2 separate regions of the Mus musculus genome follow, and region 2 is linked to region 1. The links are chromatin contacts, called in public capture Hi-C maps. All regions are on one chromosome and are shown on one strand. The core of a region is the stretch at or near the end of the contact, and the rest is flanking DNA. Distances in the headings are between cores, read along the strand shown. Region 1 holds the start of Selenom (selenoprotein M). Region 2 holds the start of Rnf215 (ring finger protein 215).

What was found. Capture Hi-C pulls out chosen DNA fragments and counts their contacts.
Region 2: a capture Hi-C map of macrophages shows a contact between it and region 1, with 5 times the contacts expected there. The contact joins the promoter of Rnf215 here to the promoter of Selenom in region 1. A contact is called at or near these places in 4 of 39 promoter capture datasets (the 3T3-L1 cell line, the C10 cell line, embryonic stem cells and 1 more) and 2 of 9 other capture datasets (embryonic stem cells and macrophages).

Annotation. Positions count from the first base shown.
Region 1 is chr11:3,512,505-3,516,335 of GRCm38.p6, reverse strand. It overlaps Selenom (selenoprotein M), which reads right to left and starts at 1,652. Exons shown (of 5, transcript NM_053267.3): 1 at 1,263-1,652; 2 at 40-75. The coding sequence starts at 1,391.
Region 2 is chr11:4,133,235-4,137,065 of GRCm38.p6, reverse strand. Rnf215 (ring finger protein 215) reads right to left here and starts at 1,906. Exons shown (of 9, transcript NM_027859.3): 1 at 1,503-1,906; 2 at 1,109-1,252; 3 at 435-506; 4 at 269-354. The coding sequence starts at 1,793.

The sequences.
Region 1 (3,831 bases), core at 403-2,902:
CCTTATTCCCTAAGAGGGACTCCCTTCCTTCAAACTCACCTCCTTTAGGCGATTCAACTGTCATCCTCCACAGGTCTGGAGAGAGAGAGAAATGGGATAATAAACCAGGAGTCCTTCACAGGCTAGCTATACAGCCAAGACTATGCCGTCCTTTACACTGAATTGGGTCAGGCAGTGAGCGTAAAGAGAAGCATCAAGGTGTGGCAGTAAAGTCCTGTGAGCAAGAAGACCTCTGTACAGGTTGGGAAGCTCAGGCCTAGAGCCACAGGTAAAGAATGAGGGAGAGAAACCAGCCATGGGTCCCTGTCTGCATGTTATTGATAGCTGACCAATGCCCAGGAGACATGGGTTACGGCATTCTCCCTGTTGTCGGTAGAATTCTAACCCTGGCCTTTGGCCCTTGAGACGAAAGTCAGACTAGAAGGGAACAGCTCAGAACTACCCTAAGGGCCCTGTTAGAGGCACCTGCCATCTGGTCCCTACCCCACCCCATGCAGAGGCAGCCCTGCCAGCCACCTGTGGTTCAGCTTCAGGAACCATCTGGCTGATCTTCCCTAACTTGGGAGTATGGATGGTCCTTCTCTATTCCTGATGGGAGGCCGCAGCCCAACAGGAAGTCCAGACCTCCCTATTTCAGGCCTCCCTTACACTTCCTTTTGTTAATTTTTTTTTAAATTAAAAATAAACCAGCTAAGGCCCATGAAGAGTCTGCAAACATAGGAATCACTTAGGAAGACTCCAGGGGAGTCCTTTGGCCGGCAGGTGGTGGTGGTCCAGGGTGGCTGTGGACTGTTGGTATCTCATTTCCCTATCCTCTCCTCCAGCTCCAGCAGAGTACAGTGAGGGGAGGAGCTTAGGTCTTTTCTCCCCACCAGAAGAAAAGAGATTCTGGAATGCCAGGCACTAAGTCTGGGTGGGGGGAGAAATAATGGGGAAAGGTGAGGTTATCCTTAGAGAAGGTGGGTTCTAAGGGGCCAGTTTTCAAAAAATTATAGCCAGAGACCCACGGTAGGGCCAAGCCTGGAGCAGAGGCAAGGGTTCAGAGTGCCAGGCCACAAGGACGAGACTTCTTACTTCCACAGTAGATGCTGTTCATCATGCGGCTGGGAAATAAAAGGAATGATTCCCGGGCCGTGCAGGAGGGAAAGGGGGGGGGGGTGTTTCGGGAATTCTGGTATTCCTGAGGCCGGACTATATTCTTGGGATAAGGGGCAGCAAGGTTGTGGAACTGTCGTACTAAGGTTGGGAAAAGGCGCACTCACCTCCACCCGCCCCCTGGCCAGGCCTCGAAGACGGTTCCAATCCGGTCGGTAGTTGGTGGTGGAGGTGGCTGGAGCCACAAGGGCTGCAAGAAGCAGCAGCAGCGACGGCGGCGACAGTAGGATGCTCATCTGTGCCTGGCAGGAGACGTTCCGCAGGCTGCACCCAAACTCGGCCGCTGCGCCACGTCTGGCCCGCAAGCTGGCCCCGCCCAAGCCAAAAGCTCCGCCCAGCCATAAACCACGCCCCCAGAGCTAGAAACAGCCCCACTGACATCCCACCCAAATCGGGTGGTTGCCTCCCACTAACCCCCATCCCTGTCTCAGCTACTCTCTGGTCCTCCAGACTTCATGTTCCCAGTTCTCACAATCTCCATATTGCATTTGCCCACTAAGTGTGAAACGCTCCCGCAGGATGCCAGGAGACAGCACTACTTCGCGTCACCAGAGGGCGCAGGAGGTTCGCAGATGGACACAAGGATTTCTGGGTCAGAGAGTTAAGATAAGGAAGCAGGAACCTAGGAGATCTCCTTTATACGCTTTTGATGTCTTTGAACGAAATTCCGATCAAAGCTTCAATTCCCCAAAGCACACGTTGTAAGCGAGGACCATTACCTACGCCCCGCTCAAGAAAGCTCAGAGGGTAAAAGCGCTTGTTATGACAGCCTGACTCCTGAGTTTTATCCCTGAAACCTAAAAAAAAGTGAAAGAAAAACAGCAATTCCCACAAGTTGTGCTCTGTCCTCCACAGGCGTCCCCAACCGCTCACCATGGCATGTCCGTGCCTGTACAGGCACACGCGGTGCACACACACATATAATAATAATAATAAATATAAATTCTTACAAAGGAATACTACCTATCCTTTTTTACCTAGAAAAGGCTGGGAGGGTTAATATACACAATGCATCTCATTAGAACAGTATCTGGTCAGAGATGGTACACACCAATCTCCTACTGTCCTTGAACTCAAAGCAATACTCTTCACTCAACCTCCTGAGGGCAGGGTGATTAGGACAGACTCTGGCTGTGTTACCTTCCATTATTAGCTCTTCCCCTTCCTCATCACAACGGCCCCCTCCAGCAATGAACTCCGTTTTGCAGATTAGGAACTGTTTCAGAAATGTAAAATAGGCCAATTCATAGATCTGGATTTGAGCCCCAAACACCTCTGTGGATCATCTCCCTGGACCAAGGAGGAAACAGGTGGCACTCCATGTCCTCATGCCTTCAGCAGACACAGCAAGTACAATCAGTTTTTTGTCACCCTGGATTTAACCAGTCTCAAGTTGGAAATATTAGGAAGTAAAAACTGCCTCTGTACTGAACATGTACAGACTCTTTTCTTGTTGTTATTCCAACCAATAGAGCATTACAACTATTTATAGCATCTGTATTGTATTAGGTGTTATAAATTATCTAGAAATGATAGAAAGTACAAGATCAGGCCACACGGGCTTTAGGAAAATACTAAGCCATTTTATCTATGGATTTGAGCATCCTCATATTTCGAGTTTTGGTATGGAAGTGTGCCCTGGAACCAATCCCTGGCAGACAGCAAGAACACGCTGTGCCCTTTCCCACAGGATTCAGAGAACCTTGTCAACACTGAGCCAACGCTGCTTGTGATCCAAGGTATTTTTACCTTTCTGGGCTTATTCCACCACTTTTAAAATGCGCATTAAAAATGGGGCGGGGAGAACCATCAGCAGATAGTTCCATGACTATAGGCACTTGCTGCCAAGTCTGATGCCCTAAGTTCAAGTCCCAGAACCCATGACAAAAGGAAAGAAGAGACTCCCACAGATTGTCCTCTGACCGTCGCATGTTTCTAATATCAAGCACTCACAGACAGACAGACAGACACACACAAATGAATAAATAAACAAATATAAAAATATTGGTGAGATAACTTAACATGTAGAATCAATTGTTGTATAAGCATGAAGACTGAGTCTGGATTCCTACACCAGTGTGAAAAGCCAGCCATGATAATACAAGCCTGTAATCCTGGCCCTTAAGAGACAGGGCACGAGGATCAGAATTCAAAGCCATCCTCAGAGGGGCTGGAAAGATGGCTCAGCAGTTAAGAGGACCGGTTGTTCTTCCAGGGGGCCCACGTTTGATTCTTAGCACCCACATGGAAGCTAACAACTGTCTGTAGTTCTCATTCTAGGGAATCTGATGCCTTCTCCTGGCCTCTACAAGCACCGGGGGAATGCATGTACTGTTCAGACATGCTTGCAAGCAAAATCTCCATGGACATTGTCTTAGTCAGGGCTTCTATTCCTGCACAAACATGACCAAGAAGCAAGTTGGCGAGGAAAGGGTTTATTCGGCTTACACTTCCATACTACTGTTCATCACCAAAGGAAGTCAGGACTGGAACTCAAGCAGGTCAGGAAGCAGGAGCTGATGCAGAGGCCATGGAGGGATGCTACTTACTGGCTTGCTTCCCCTGGCTTGCTCAGCCTGCTCTCTTATAGAACCCAAGTCTACCAGCCCAGAGATGGGAGATGGTCCCACCCACAAGGGGCCTTTCCCCCTTGATCACTAATTGAGAAAATGCCTT
Region 2 (3,831 bases), core at 657-3,156, 620 kb before region 1:
CGTGTTTTTACGCAGCCAGACCAAGGAATAGCCTGTCAGCCAGGCATCCAGCTTCCTCATGCTGGACTAGTCCCCTCTGCCCATAGGGCAGCTCTTTTCCCAGATCTTGCCTCTCCTTCCCATGCCATCCCCCAGTTTCAACCTTAGGAGTTTAAGGGCCAACAGGTAAGGGCCTTCTTCAGAGATAGTCTCCTCCCCTAGAGCCCATCGAAAAGCAAGAGACCCACAGCACTCAGGCATCAGACCACCCAGAACAAACGGAACTCACTGCAGAAGGGCCTCCAACAGCTTGGTGACATTGGAGGAGTAATGGAGAACAATCACTGGCCTCAGCAGAAGCTGGGATACATCCAGCTGCAGGAGACAGGCAGGGTCAGCAGGCTTCCGGCCCCTGTCCCCTCACCTGCTCACCCTCACAGTCCAAGCCAGGTTACCTCTCGGACCACACTGTGGTTTAAGATGAGGAGAAGCAGGGCAGAGGCTCCCAGGAAAAGGGCTCGACGCATCTGCAAGGGAAGACGGAAGGTGGGAGGCTGTCACACACCTGCCTTACCCACGGCCCCAGCTCTCAGGAGCCCGACATCTGGATAGACTAGCTATAAGCTCCCTGAAGTCAAGCCAAAGCTAAGGGATGGTTTTGGAGGCCGAAGAGATAATGACAGCCAAAGGCAACACACGATGGTTGTGGACTAAGGCAATATTTAGTTATGGAACATAGATCACAACATTTTATAGATGCTAACTTTCCTACACCATAGTTACATAAAGAATATTCTTGATTTTAAGAAATTTGTACATTATCATGTGTGTGAGAAACTTATGCTCCTTTCATTCTGTAGGATCCAAAATTCTTTTCATTGGCCCTAGTCCTAGCAAAGCAGCTCTCCACCCTTGCCAGCTCCTATCACCAGAGCAGGTCCACTTTCCCCAGCAAGTCTCTCCACCTCCTCCCCATCACACTGCTTTGATGCTCCATACTGGTGTTTGCTGACCCACTCGGGCCCAGGGCTTCTCTGGAAAGGCTCCTCATAGGCCACCTGTTAGCCTGGCTCTAGCAGATGTTTCGAATGCATTTTCTTTCTCCCCTTCCCTCAAACACCCTTTGCACCTGCTGGACCAGAGCCTTGGGATATGCCTTCTGGCTACTGCCTTGATTCTCTTGGTGGAACTGGGCGACCTGCTCTTTGCCCACATATGCCACTGCAATCCAGCCATCTACGGGTATCTCTTGCTCAGCATCCACGACATCCATCTGTGTAACGAGGAGCCATGAAAAGAAGGAGGCAAGGGGAATAGAAGAGGCAGCCCGGGTCTGCCACAAAGCACGCAAGGTCAGGGTACGGGTACGGGAATGAGTGTGGAAGGGGCATGTGGCTGTCAGGTTTGCCAACTCCTGAAGGCTGGGAAGTAGTAGCATTCTGGGCTGTCAAGGGCTAGCTTCTGGATGAAGACAGCGGGGTCTATCCGAGGGTCATGGCAAGTTTAGGCGGGGCTGAGCTCACCAGCAGCAGGCGGCCACCCAGCAGAGGTTCCGGACCGTCTTCCGGACCGATTCTGACGCCCTCCAAAACCAAGGCGTCCTGCCGCGGCAGTTTCACATCCACTCGCACTGAGCGGGCTCCGCCCCGTCCCTCCCCGGTCGCCGGCTCGCTGCCGTCCGCCGCCGCTCCCGGGCCCATCAGGCCCAGCCACAAAGGCAGCAGAGGCAGCAGTAGCAGCAGCGGCGACGGCGGCGATGGGGGAGGGGGCGGCAACGAAGGCGACCTCAGCGCGGGGCGATCGGCAGAGCCCATGATCCGACCGGAGAGGTGGCGAGGCCGTAGTCTAAGGTCCCGGGGACCGGGAGAACAGAGTGAGCCAGGCCGCGCCGGACAGGGCGGGGCTCGGCACCGGGAGGGGCGGGGCCGCAGCCGGAGGGGGCGGTGCGGGGAGGGGGGGGCTGAGTTGGTGCTTGACAGCGAGAGCGCCTCCTGGTGGCTCCTGAGAAACCTAATGTAGGAGGCCTGAGGAGCTGCGATGGAGCAAATACCTTAGAGCCTTGGAGAGCTCACCAAGTTGTCTGTCAGTGGAGATAGGTGCGGTTGTCTCAGGATTGGAGAAATGTAGGGGCGAGGGAGGTATAAGGGTCTGGGCTGATTGACCTACGGTGTTGTCAAGGCTATGTCTCATCCTCCTCTGGGTCAGTGTTCTTTCATGGGATCAGCGAGCAGGCTGCAGAGAATCACAGAAAGCAGATGGGGAGACTGAGGCCATGGTTTTAAAGGAGCAGGGAGGAGGGCTGGGCACACGAAGCTGTACAAACCAGGCAGAGCCATAGTGGCACGGAGCACTGGGCTGTCCTCGCCTGTAAAATGGACTTGATCTAAACCTGCACTGCCTTGCTTCTAACATGATCGCCAGTGCTTACTGGAATGAGAAGGTTCCGCTTTTGTCCGAAAATTTGTCCTTCAGCCCAGAGGTTTGTGGTTGCTGGTAGCTGGCTCAATCTGAAACCTGAGCCTTTTACAAATTGTACCCTGATAAAAGGGCAAAGAGCTAATGAGCTGCAACACCCCCTCCCACTTTGTAATAAAATATTAAAATCTACAGAAAATAGAAACCTGGTTAGCCACCAGGATGCAATGACTAAAATATTCCCAGAAGGAGACAGAGATGTAGAGAAGAAGCTCGGCTGGCCTGCAAACAGGGAATTGACATAAAATCAGTCAGCACATATGTAAAATTGGTTGTCAGAGGAGGTATTGCACTTGGGGACCTGGGAGGAGGTGCTATGGCTTGCTCTTTGCTAAATCACAACAAAGTTAGGTACCACCGGGAAAAGACGTGAAATTGGACCCCTACTGCACCGTGCATAAGGAAAACCATGTGAATTAAAGACTCAAATACAACTTTAACATTTTAATAGAGAACACGATTTTGATGATTTCAAGTGCTTGAGAGCTGTTTGTTTGTTTTTTTGGTCTTGTTTTTTTTGTTTGTTTGTTTTTGTTTTTGTTTTTTTGTTTTTTCAAGACAGAGTTTCTCTGTGTAGCCCTGGCTGTCCTGGAGCTCACTTTGTAGACCAGGCTGACCTCCGACTCAGAAATTTTCCTGCCTCTGCCCCCCAAGTGCTGGGATTAAAGGTGTGCGCCACCACACCCGGCTTGTTTGTTTTTAATGACAGAAAAACTACATTATGATGGGCATGCCTGTAATCCCAGCACTTGGGAGGGTAAAGCAGGAGTTTGAGACCAGCCTATTATACAGTGAGACCCTCTTTAAAAAAAAAAAAAGATGTTAAATGACGTGTGTAGCAACTGGAGAGATGGATCAGTAATTAGAGCACTGGCTGCTCTTTCAGAAGATCTGGGTTTAATTCCCAGCACCCACATGGACTGCGAGTTCACAATTGCTTGAGAGTCTCAGAGGATCTGTCGCCCTCTTCTGGCCATTGTAGGCTACTGCATGTGTATGGTACACTTCATGCCTGTGCAGCAGGCCAACACTCATAGAATAAAATAAAAATGAAAAAAGTTCTTACATAGAAAATAGGGTTGGTAGGATGTCTCAGTGGGTAAAGCCTGGTGACCTGAGGGCCTGTGTTTTATCCCTGGGACTCATATGACAGAAGAAGAGAGCCAACTCCTGCAGTGTCCTTTGGCCTTCACCCATGACTTGACATTCCCCCACTCACATCCATATTTTGACGTACATTTCCACACATGTGCCATGATACATGCGATCTCCTTGCATGCAGAACTAGATATAAAAATGTGCTGGGCAGTTTTATATCAACCTGACACAAGCTGGAGTCATATGAGAGGAGAGAACCTCAGTTAAGAAAATGCCTCC